Linked DNA regions of Cyprinus carpio: region 2 is linked to region 1. A link is a contact called in public Hi-C data. All regions are on one chromosome and are shown on one strand. The core of a region is the stretch at or near the end of the contact, and the rest is flanking DNA. Distances in the headings are between cores, read along the strand shown. Region 1 holds the start of nat16l (N-acetyltransferase 16, like). Region 2 holds the start of her8a (hairy-related 8a).

Evidence for each region. A called contact is a pair of places that touch in the nucleus more often than the background predicts.
Region 2: a contact with region 1 is called in a Hi-C map of liver, with 6 times the contacts expected there. The contact joins the promoter of her8a here to the promoter of nat16l in region 1. A contact is called at or near these places in 2 of 8 Hi-C or Micro-C datasets (liver and red blood cells).

The regions. Positions count from the first base shown.
Region 1 is chrB7:15,237,704-15,244,239 of ASM1834038v1, forward strand. It overlaps nat16l (N-acetyltransferase 16, like), which reads left to right and starts at 4,021. Exons shown (of 4, transcript XM_019066945.2): 1 at 4,021-4,392; 2 at 4,798-5,030; 3 at 5,979-6,203. The coding sequence starts at 4,245. It overlaps LOC109049472, which reads left to right. Exons shown (of 5, transcript XM_042727472.1): 1 at 1-803; 2 at 1,868-2,233; 3 at 2,331-2,463; 4 at 2,625-2,673; 5 at 3,137-3,591. The coding sequence starts at 752. The coding sequence ends at 3,418.
Region 2 is chrB7:15,385,521-15,392,056 of ASM1834038v1, forward strand. her8a (hairy-related 8a) reads right to left here and starts at 2,296. Exons shown (of 4, transcript XM_042727481.1): 1 at 2,015-2,296; 2 at 1,308-1,403; 3 at 1,013-1,085; 4 at 1-850. The coding sequence starts at 2,077. The coding sequence ends at 390. LOC109046792 (lysophosphatidic acid receptor 6-like) reads right to left here. Exons shown (of 2, transcript XM_042727482.1): 2 at 4,937-6,536.

The sequences.
Region 1 (6,536 bases), core at 2,771-5,270:
CTTGGGGCTGTGGGGAGCGTAAGACAAAATAAGCAAGCACTGCTCTAGCATGTCAACACAGCCCTAGCTTGACGTTTATGTGTGTGCATGTCTGGTCGTCTCAGATTTCACCTTGTAGTAAAACTATTTAATCTCTTGGCTCAGCAATATATCACTTACAGTTCAAGAAAGGTATCATTACATTATGATATAAAGCTCCTCTCAGAATTAAAGGCAGTGTATTTTTCCATTAACATATTTGATGGATCTTTCCATTGATATGGCCAGCCCTTGCAGTTTCCATTAAATGTTTCCATTTCCTGAAAACGTAAAAGTTACCATTTGTAATATTTTTTTCCCTTGTTCTTGTGTGTGTTTTTTAAGCTTATGTGGAGAGCATGGCTTTGCTTACAGTTTTGGCATATTCATTTTTAAATATCATATAATACACTACTTGCTTTATACTGTTAAACTTGAGGCGACAGCCATTTATGGGTAGAAAGATATGCTTGGTGGAAACTCCCACGTTCAAGCATCATTTCCTTTTTAGAGACATCAAAGATCTGACTGAGTTGGCAATAAAAGTAAAAAAAAAGAAAAAAAATAAGAAGATGAAGTAAATGCTCATTTAGATTAGCTGATGGTAAGACTTAAAGGTAGAGAGGTCTAGTGTGAAGTCACTATAACAACAGGATAAAAACAAAAGAAAAAACAACAGACAAAGCAGGAAACAGGCGTTACATAAAGCCTATGTTGATTTACCTCGACAACCATGAGCAGCAACTTTCTTTGCGCTCTTCTCATCCTTGCCTTCCTGGAATCAGGTAAGTGCATATTGTGTAAATTAACTAAAAACATTTTCATTTGTATATATTTAAAAAAGTGTATGGACAACCAAAAAGTCTGTGGTTATTAGTTTGAGCATACGACGCTAAATTTCATTTATGCATTCAGAAAAAGAATGGTTAAAGCCATGGAATGACAAAAAATATTCTATGGTAAATCAAGACATCATATATCTTGATCATTATAGCATGCATATACTCACACAAGCATTAGCAAACGCCTTCACGTGCACTGCTGACTGCTGTCTTACTAACTGCACTTTCACTGATAACATCTTACACAAACAAGTCATCGATCACTTGATTATCATATTTCTTAGTATTGTACCTTAGTATTATCATATTATATAGTATTATACATTTTCATTAATGGGTTGCTTTTATAGCATATTTCATTTTTTATATTGTGATTCACTTTTAGATTTCACATTGATTGATTCTGATTTGACATTTCAAAATTCTTTTTTTTTTTTGTCAAAGATTAACAAATGTAAACACACTGTACAAAAAAACTAGGATTTCTCCAAGTTGTAAATAAAATGTGTAAGTTTATTGTAGTATATTTGACAAAAAAATACTATTTCTTTTCTAATTCAGTTCCAATTCACTTACTTGCTGTTTCTTTGTAAATGTTTATTAGTAGCATTCTGAGACTGAGTGAAAATTGTTTCTTCACCTTATTTATTTTTACTGTAGAGCAAGTTTCTTTTTTCGCTTCTAAACACAGCTTGTGTGGTAGTTTCACCATACATGCGTCATTAGCTGCTCTCTCTAAAGCATTTTTGAGGGCAGTATATAAATTGCAGCAACCACTTCTGAAGCTAAATTGAAAACAAAAGCTTCCATAATAGCTTCAGATGTTTAAAGAAGGTAATGCATTATTGTTTTTAGTAGATAACAAGTTTATTATCATAAAGATTTACTGGTAATAACTTTTCTTCATCAGTAACAACACTAAACAAATTATAATGCAGTATTTTTAGTATTTTGTTTCAATGATCCATGTAATATCTCTGTGTGTTTTCATTTGTGTTATTTAACAGGCAAATCAAACAGTGGTGTATCTATTAGTCACAGTCGAGATGGAGATGGCCAGGCCATTACCTGTGTCCTCTCAGGAGACGAAAACATGACACAAATCAACTGGGAGATGCTAAGAGGCCCGAATCGCACGAAAGTGGGCACGTATCACCCACATTTTGGAATTTACATAATGAAAGAATATGAGACTAAAGTAAAGATGGAGGGCAAAAAATCTCCTTATCCATCATCATCCCTTCTCATTAAAGTAGCATCAAATGAGAGCGTGCTAATCTGTTGTGCGTTCATAACATTTCCTTCGGGTAAACTTGAGCAGTGTACTGATATTAGCAAGAAAGATGTCAGTGTCAACAAGTCTATTATGAAAGGTAAAGTGTACACATGTAGTCCTACACATACCTTGCAATTGCTTTGGGACTCTTGATTTTTTTTGTGTGATTTTTTTATTTCTTTAATTTTATATAGATTTTACATATGTGGAACCAGAACCAAGGCTGGGATTATTTGGAAATTTGGGTGCAATGATCATTGGAACTATTCTCTCCCTTTTTATCCTGACCATCCTTTTCTATTTATGCAGAAAAAACAGCTGTAGAAGGTAGGGGTCACGTCTTACAAATATTTACACAAAACAATAAAAGACTAATATTTTTATACTTATATATTTAAGAACAAAACAAAGCAAAACCTATATATTAAACACTTTAAAACGTATTTACAAAATCCAAGAGAAAAATCATGGGAAATTTGACCTTGCAGGAAGAAGTCTTTTAAAATACGAACATACTTGACAGACTCACCGGCTGAGGTAAGACATATCAGCTATAAAGAAGTTTAAATAAATGATACACTTTAAAAAAAAAATCTGATGAATAAATTAAATGTTACATTTATATGCTATATATTATAAACGCTAAATGTGACTATTCACAAAAACTTCAACACCAGTTACAGTTGAAAAGGTAAAAGGTACTGCAGAGTAAAAGTGTGAGAACTGCATTATAGTGAATTTTTAACTGGGCCATTTCCTTTCAGTCTCAAATGCACTTTATTATAGTCAGTGATTGCATTTAAGGTATCAGTTTCCTGTTATTTTCTTAAGAATGTGCGTGGTTGTGGTTAAAGTTTGAGCGCTGCTAATTCTCATGACCCTTGTATGTGGCAACATTATGATTTCTACAATATATATATATATATATATATATATACTGTTTTAACATATTTTAATAACAATAATAAAACCATTCTAAACAGTAAATCTCTCATTTTAGACATTTGCTGAAGAATCAGATGATGCACCAGCTTCTCAAAGTTCTGCAAATGGCTTTGACCCCTCAAAACTTTATGCCAAGATCAAAAAAGACCTTTTCTATGGCCGGCTGTGGAAGTCTTACCAAGGCCAACCCAAACCATGGACCCAAGGTACCATGACTGATCAAGGACACGTTTACCACCTGTTAGGACAGAGTCCCGTACCACAAAGAAATGTGGAGGGCAGCCCCTTGAGGCCAGAAACAACAGAAAATTCAGAAGAACATTTCAGTAGTTGTTAGAGTCCAGTCTTTCCAGTGTGATTGAGAGGAACCTTGTCATATTTGTGTAATGTAAAATAGCTTAAAGCAGACTTTAAAAGAAATTAATTAATATTTTTTTTGTTTTGTTCTTTAGTTTAAGGTAAATAAATGTTTCTAAAACTGAATAAACTTTCATGTGAGAATCTAACAGACATGCAAGTCTCAAGTCTTTTGTCATGAGTCAAGTCTTTCAAGGCCAAGTTGAAAATAATTTTGAACAATTTCTATAGCTATGCTGCAAGTCAATTCATTCATTATTGTTATGCTAAAACTAAAATTGCATGGTATAAATTTATTTGAATAGTTTCACTATCCTGGTTGGAAAGAGAGAAAGAAAAAAAATCACTAAACAAATGATCATTTTTCTTTTTGTAAATCTGTTGTACCTATCTTAGCATTTATGATCAGTGCTATTTACCGTATGCACTTCCGTTATCTAGCTCTTGTTCTGGTTTATTCTTAGTGCTTGCAGTTGTAGGTTTCCACAACATTTTAACCTGCGGGCATAAACTTTTTTTAGAGATTTTTTGTTTTTTAAATCGAGACCTATTAAACTAAACTGCAATGTCGCCTTATACCCGCTTGGTGGGGCTACGATACTGTTATTGAAAAGAAAAACACAGGAAATGGCTTCATTTCGTATCTCGAGAAGGCTAGTGTGTTTATCTCTTAAATTATTTTTTAATGCTCTCGAAACGTATGAAAGATCTTTGTGCCCACTATATAAAAATTCACTCTTATGTTTTGATGATTACTGACATACGGTTAAAGATGACATGCATTACTTGTTAGCTAAACAAAAGAAATGCCCAGATTGTTTAAAGGCTGGGACATGATTTTAAACAGTTTTACAAGCCTGCAAGAGTTTAAAGTCCATGCTCGGCCGAGGGGGGAAACTTGTCACATAACACATCGTCAAAATCACATGACTGTCGATACAAGTACGCCACGCGGTAAGTCCTGCAGACTGAAACACATTTCTTATCAAAACAGCACATTAATGAAGAAATCTTCTGCACCGTTTTTAGTTTATAAAGATATTTGAGGTTAACGTCGCTTGGAAACTTATTTTAGCCATGCTTATGATGCGTTTTTGAGAGTAGGATGTATGGACGTAATTGCATTTTAACAGTCCTTTAATAAGTGGTTAATGTGACAAGACCACATGATCAAAGCAAGACCAAATTGCTGCTTCTTAGTAGTAGACTGTCATCCAGACTAGAATTATATAAATAAGTTTTTGCTTAATGTTATCCACAGTAATATAATTAAATGGTTTTTAATTTTTAATATAATATGTATTTTATATTTTTAATATAATGTTGTTTTAATCTGTTTTTATTTGTTACTGGAACTAGACACACACACACGCACACAATATCTGTGTTTTACAACAGTAACAATGGCTTCACACTGTGTGGGTGAAAGTGATGGACTGACCTTCTGTCTGGCCAGACCAGAGGATTACGATGACGTGATGGCCATCTCACAAGACATATATGGTGGCAATGACTACCTTCCACATCGCTATCACTCCTGGATGACTGAGCCAGGAAGAGTGGTTATTATAGCACGGAGAGATAGGAAGCTGGTAAGAGATACAAAAGGAAAAAGATTTTAGTTTTAACCTCAGCCAAAAGCTGTGAGGAAATATTAATTCTCATTTTTAAATTGCACGATTGTTGCATTTATTTTTCAGTTCTATTTTGATTTTTGCAAGTAGACACACACTTTATCATTAACATATATTCTGTTATAAACTCAAAATAGGATGTCCAAGAAATTACATTAACATTTAACATACAGGTTTTATAATTAATGGACTATTCAAATCACTAACTGTTATGATAAGAAAAGGTTAATAGGTAAAATAAGTCATGATGTGTCTATCGAGAAATGCCAATCTTGCAGTTCTCAGAAAGACAACATTTTATCTTGTGGCTTAATTGAACCACATCTATGCGTGTGTTCTCTGTTGTGCACATAAATGATTGACTCATGACCCATATACTTGAATGCAGTATCTGACATTTATAACACTGGACAGTTTTGCTCTTCATATACTCAGTCTAGGGTGGTCAGACAAGGCCAGCAGCACCATTCTAATTGTTTGATTCTATCATCTCACTAGTATTATATTGTACTGTTACACCCTACTGAAGCTCTACTGGCTGCCCTAAAAGCTCCATTAAGCTACTAGGAGCACATTTTTGTAATTAGCATATTGAATATTAAGAAAAGCAGACCACTTTTACTCTTACTGTTAACTAACAGTACTTGAGTTTATAAGTAGTATATTAATATTTATAATCTCAAAGATTAAGGAAAATCGATTCCTCATGATTTGAAACATGAGGTAATGGTTTTAGTTAGTCCTGCAGCTTCCAGTACGAAAAACAGTGTTATGCTGCTTGATTTTGTAAACTGGTATTTGTTGTCATATTATTTAATGATCGCAATCATATAATCACACTGGTACTTTACCAGTTTTTTTCCAGTTATTTCAACCTTTGCAATAATTATTTCTGTGTGCCTTTAGGTGGCTTTGGAGTCAGGCCTGCTGGTTGATGGAGGTGAAACTGTTATAGTTGAGGGATTGAGAGTGTGTCCAAACGAAAGGGGTTGTGGTCTGGCTGGAGTGATCCAGAGATTTGTTGATGGCTACATAAAGAGGGTCTACCCTAATGTGAAGATCAAGCGCCTCACCAGAGGAGATGACCCAGGGCCTGAAAAACTGAGCAAGTTCACGCTTCTGGCCAGACGGGTGAGTTAAAACTGGAAAAGAGAGTTCTATAAATTAACTTTATTTAATGTATCATGAACAAAAATGAATGAACAATTAATAATAGTGTACTTATAAATGATCACTAGACTAAATAAATAATTTATGACACCTAATTTATTAACAGACAAATGCAAAGTATTAAAAAGTTAAATGGAAAACGTGTAGTAGCATCATACCTTTATCATATCTTTCTTTTAATATGTTCTAAATCAGCTGCAAAAGTAAGTTATTCATTAAAAAAATTGTTTGCTAATCAAAATACTTTGTAATCTGCATTTTGTATCTCTCTTTATTATTTTTGATAGTTGTTTT
Region 2 (6,536 bases), core at 1,046-3,545, 150 kb after region 1:
ATCCCCTAAAACCCACAGCACACCATGTCTAAAACCCAGCTAGTAAAAAAAAGAGAGAAAAAGCAAGGCAAAGGTAATATAAGCTTTCCCTACAAGTGGTCAAGACAGCAATACTAGTATATACAGTCAACGAGGGCAGCTTTGGTGTCATCTGTGATCATACCCTCAAAACATGAACATAGCATAATTTTCTTCCAAGCATGCAGTACAGTGCTTTAAATGATACCAAACAACCCCATGGGACTTTGTAACTGAACATGACGCACCCCTTTGAGTGGAAAGCACTCCAACCTCCAAAGAGGGCAAATGTGATGGAAACTATTAGGTAGAAGAGGGCAGGCCAAAGAAGAGCAAGGGGAGGGCAAATGGGGGGGCTGGGCTGCATTCATTCACCAGGGTCTCCACATAGAGGGATCAGCTCCTGGAAAGAAAGGGGGAAGGGCCGATCGTGCTGGAGTCTGAGGGGAAGGAGACCTGGGGGGAGAGGACTGTTCGCTTGGTCTCTCTCTATTCGGTGGGACTCTGGGAGAGTGAGTGGGGCTGGAGGGTGGGGAAGGAGTTGGAGGGGTGTGCAGGTGGAGAGGATGGGGATGTAAGGAGGGCAGGTTTAGAGGGGATTGGGTAGGGGATAGGGGAAGAGGGCCAGGGGTGCCAACAGATCTTGTGCCGCCGGCCTCAGTGCTGATATGTGGAAGAGATTTCAGCAAGTGGTTTAGCAAACGAGCACCCAGAGTCTTGTCCATCCCAGGGCAACTCAGGAGCAGGTTGTGCACCTCATGCATGCATTGAATATAGCCACTACTGTATCTTTGTCGAGACTCAAACCCAGTGCCTGGACTGATGCTACCGCCTGGAAATAAAATATAATTTAACCATGGGAGTGATTTGACCTCATGTAAACAATCATGAAATTACCTTTAAAGACCAGTAGGGTTTGTTTTGTAGTTTTGAAACAATATTAACCTCAAATACGTGTGAAAAAAGGTAAGATATGGTTTTAGCATAATCTAACCTGAACCTCTTTGAAGGTTTTCCATGTGCTGAACTGTTATCTCAAGAACATCCGCCTTCTCCAATTTAGATTGCTGTGTGGAAAGTGAAAGAAAAAAATGCAATATAAAATTATTTTTAAATTATTATTTATTTTAATACAAAATAATAAAATAATTCAAATCAATTTATTAGTTAAATTATATGTATATATATATATATATATATATATATATATATATATATATATATATATATATATATATATATATATATATATATATATAAATTATTTATTGCTTATCTGGGTCACTTACATCCAAGTTGTAGGCATCCACCATAATACCCTTTAGCTGCTCAAGGCTTGAGTTTATCCTCTCTCTGCGTTTCTTCTCTATCAAGGGTTTCCGCAGCTAAAATGATAAATAAGACAGTTTTAGGGTGTATGAAATATTCATTAGACATCCTCAAGTGATTCATTCAGCACAAATTGGACAACACAAGACACACAACACATGTGCCAGTTCTGTAAGGTGTATGTCTGAAGTGTGAAATATTAATTGGACATCCCAAATTATTATTTGCATGTGAGTATTCAACATAACTAGGCCTATACCTGAGATTTGAGCATTGAATTAGGAAAAAAAACATACTAATTAAAATTTATTTTCACTCATAAGGTACTTATAAAAATCTAAAACTAAGATAGCCTACTATATATACTGTGGAAACAATAGTGAGATTAGCAAAACAGTTATTTGTTATATTAAACAGAGCCGCTTTATTTATTATTATTATTTTTTAGATGTTGTCAATAAAAGATACTCACACAAATAGCAGTCCGGAACAAGTTCATAGAGGTTTTAAAGCTGCTCTGTACGTTTCACTAAAATCTGCTCCATTTCATCCTACGTTCTTATATTTGTATCGCTTTCTACATGTATCCCGCATTGAACAAGTACATTAATATTTTTGCCATAGTTGCATACATGAAAACAACACAAAATAACTATAATGTCACTACCTTTCGCTCATCTTTTGCGTTGAAATTCTTCTCCGAACCATTGTCGATATTAGAAGCCGTCATTTTTCTGCAGATCTGGGTATAGAAACCTTTCGCTTTGCCACGACTATTTACGAAACTAGAGTTTGCGGTGGCGTATAGTCTTGATAAATCTAGAAACTAAACAGGCTCACTTAACCTCGTTTAACATGTACTCACGCTCCCCCTCAAACCTCCACCAACTGAAATTACCATGACAATGCATGGGTGCTTTTTGCTGCGCAGTTTCCCACAGTCTCGGGGTTGGCCTATTAAATACCAAGAATCCCACGTTCCACGCATAGTGCTGGTGCACTGAGATGAAGCAAGAGTTCAGAAGTTTGTTCAAAAGTTATTCACTCCCAGTAATAGTTTTACGGAACTGACTCTGAAAAATGAAAGTGGCTCTCACTTTAGCGACTTTTAACACCAAAGTGAAAAGTGATTTTACCACGAAAAGGATGCAGCTGTGGATTTCATTGTCCCGTTTAATTCTGTTTTTACACCTGATATAGTGCATATAGATTATGGCATTAAATGAACTGGGATGCTGAATTTTTTATTTTATTATTATTATTATTATTATTATTATTATTATTATTATTATTATTATTATTATTATTATTTGTACTACTGAATGCCAGGTGCGATGTTTTCATAATTTGTTATTATTATTATTATTGTTGTTTTTTGTACTCCGACAAAGACAGAGGATGGTAAAGGTTGGAGGATGGTAGAGGGCAACAATAGCAAAGAAATCTTAGTTTTTAGTGTTTTCACAGTAGGAGAACTACTATTGTCTCTTAGTTTCCCACCCCTTCCTCCACAGCGCGCGACCCTTCCCCTTTACCCCCTTCACTGTTGTTCTTTTCACCTACGGGACGGGCATACTCCACTGAAACACGCCAAGATCTCTCTTTCTGCTGTTGTCGGGCAATAATGACCCACAGTCAACGGAATAATAGACAGGGTGCCAAATCCCTAATGGCCATCTTAAACTCTTCAGCAACCCAGAAAAACACATCCCATCGGGTTTTCCAAATAATGGCTTATGAAGGAGAGTTGAATAAATAGAATAGAATAGAATAGAATAGAATAGAATAGAATAGAATAGAATAGAATAGAATAGAATAGAATCAATAGTTGTGGTCTTGTGTTTACAGTATCTATTTATGGGTGAATCGAGATTCATTTATAGACAAATTATGTGATATTATAAGTATTAAATATATACTACAATAAATAAGAGCCGTTGCAATTAAACCAAAATCATATAGGCTATCGTGATTATGATATGTCTGACAATGAATTGATCATTTACAATGCATACGACAGACAAATATGTTCCATTTCCCAAGTGTTCAAGTAAAATATTTGATTTAACCTACCACTAGGGGGCGCTCAATTTACAACAATGACATTGGAGCTCAAACTCCAGAACTTCTGCCGGCCTTTCTGTCATGTAGGAATAAGGCAGTGGTTTTCACAATGACTCTATTTTTTCTTTTTAAATTGACGCGACTCATATATACAACCATTTACATGCATCAAGTAAATCATATACGTGACCCTGGACCACAAAACCAGTCATAAGGGTGAATTGATCGAAATTGAGATTTATACATCATGAATAAATAAGCTTTCCATTGATATATGCTTTGTTAGGATTGGCCAAGATTTGGCCGAGATAAACCTATTTGAAAATCTGGAATCTGAGGGTGGAAATAAATCAATGAGAAAATCGCCTTTAAAGTTATAATGTTATAAGACACTTACTTTTGCGTTGCTTCATGCATACTTTCACTCAACTTTCCTTGTCTTTTTAATTTGAGTTATATTCATAAAGCAATAATTTCTGTACTTGTCATAGTAACATTTAATGAATGTAACTAATATTTATGTGATTTACAATGTAATTTTTGAGTATACTTTTAAACAGTAAAAATAAAATAGTTACTAAAAAGATAACATGTTATTTGTTAACCTGCATGACATGTTACTATTAACCCACATCAGAGAGCTGTGAACATTATAATGTGTTGTTAAATTATTGAAATATTAACATCAATTAATCTCAGAGGATATTAATCTCGGGAGAAGTCAGGAGAACAGAGTTTGGCTGACAAAAACATTTGGGTTTCATTGTATGTAATAGTTGTAAAATGTGCAAAACAATTTTGAATATGTTCAAATGTTAAACATTATTAAAAATTTGGGATGTTTTCACACACCATTCTTAAACATATGACATGATGAGGTTGTTTTTCAGTGCAACATATAGTCAAAGAACAGACACAATGTATGCTTATATATGATATGTATAATTAGTAGTTCTTTCTCAGATTCTATAAACTGTTAAGCACTGTATTTGACTGTTAACTAAATACAATAAAGAAAAATGTGATATGCTATGCTAATATGACATACTTTGTAAATCCATTTTAAAGAGACGATTAATTTAAATATAAAAAAATAACTCACTCTCTTGTTGTTTCGATGTTTTATGATTACTTCTTTTGTAGAAGATACTTTAAAAAATGTCATTTTTTATTTTTTTATTTATGTATTTTTTGCTCATACTGGTTTCAAATGGGTCATTTTTGGGTGAATTTCTACATTTAATATATTATAATCAATTAGTACTTGGAGATTGGTGATTTCCAAACAGGCTTATGTGGAAAGAATTTGATGTTTAAAAAAAAAAACTATAAAATAAAATATAATAATAATAGTAATAGGAGAAAATATGTGACAGAAGTAAATGTGCATTTAGTGTGACTTTAATTATATTACCTGATATTTAGAATAATTAAAAAGAAGATACTGATGGGGCTGTGGAGGCTGGTAAAAACTGTTTGTTTAAAAAAAAAAAAAAAATTGAAGAAAGAATGACAGGATGCTCACATAAATTTTATTAGGCCACAGATACATTTATAGTGGTTTGTTTCAGGCTGTATACAAGCTGTACTAGTCTCCAATGACAACTAGGTAGGCTAATCAGAATAATGATTAATAATGTGTCACATACTTCAGTTCATCACATTGTCACAAAGTACCTTTATAATCAATGAACCTCTTATTACATTGTGTTACAGTGAGAGGATTCACCAGCATGCAGGAAAAAAAAATGCATCATTTAGAGACGAGACATCACAATGTCCAATTACACGTGTTCAAGAAATCGAGTATGTCTGTGATTGGCTACTAATCACGTTTTAAATTAAATCTTCTGGCGCTTTACAGAGCACAAACACAAATGCACACTGAAGCCTTTACCAAGTCTGATTGGCCAATATCCTGTTATTACTGTCTGAGGGTGCTTTTTGACTGCATGAGAAAATGGATGTGTCTGTCTCACACTGAATGCATGAGAGTTGGCAGCCCTGCTAACTATTAAGTTTACGTTTGCGGCTTCCTTCTTCACTGAGTCTTTAACTCTTACATACCAAACATTTTCCTTAAATCATCCTGGCAATCCATTTTTTTAAGTCTCTTGAGCAAGGGTCGGAAAACCAGTCTTCTAGAACAGTGATAGGTGACACAGGTTGAACGTGATAGCAAAAAATCCCTCCCTTTCGAACTTCCCTTGTGTCACTCTTCGAAGAAACCGCCCCTGCTAATATATGATAGTCACAGACTCTTGTTTTTTAGCTTCAGACTAGTTTCAAAATTTCAAACACCTTTGATCTGACTGAGCCGATTTTAGAACATACTGTTTATATTTGTCAGGCATCTCCTGGCAACAAGGCACAAGTTTCTGCCAGAACCATTGAAAAACAACGGCTTAGCAACACGTTAAAGTATTCTAATATTATAATTTAACAACAATAATTTATGCTTATTTATGCAATGAATTATTTGTCATCTTCACTAATGAAGATGAGGCTTCAAGCTTGTAAATGCAATGTTTTAGAGGAAAAAAGGGGACAAGAACATACAGTTTAAGCCGGGTGTTACAAAACGGGTTTCATTAGAGGAACATGTTTCACCATGTTCCATTTATTAAAATGTAGCCTATTAAAAAATAAAAAGTCATATGTTTTTATTTACCACTGCACTGTCTCCTGTTTGTTTCCCTTTGGCTTTAAAAAAGAAAACCACATGGACAGATAACAATAATATAAATTGCAAAAAGAGAACTAAACAAATATAGCCTACTTTGGTCTGTATTAGTAAGTTTTATTAAAATATTTACACAATTTCTGTTGGATTCTGCGCAAGTTAAACGGATGTGGTAGAGAAGAGGAAGGGTGTGGAAATAGGCAGAAAAAGGGGTTTTGGTGGTTTTCAAACAACTAATATCAAACATTCACAATGTAACAGGAAATTCTTAGAAGTTAATGTTAACTTAGACACATATGTCCATATAGACTACTTTTACTATGGTGAATCAAGATACAAAATGATCATGCACATATCAAAAATGCACACTTGCAAAATTATAATGCACAAATACTTACAAATATTAACATTTAAAATATGAGAACAAAAACACTGCTGCAAA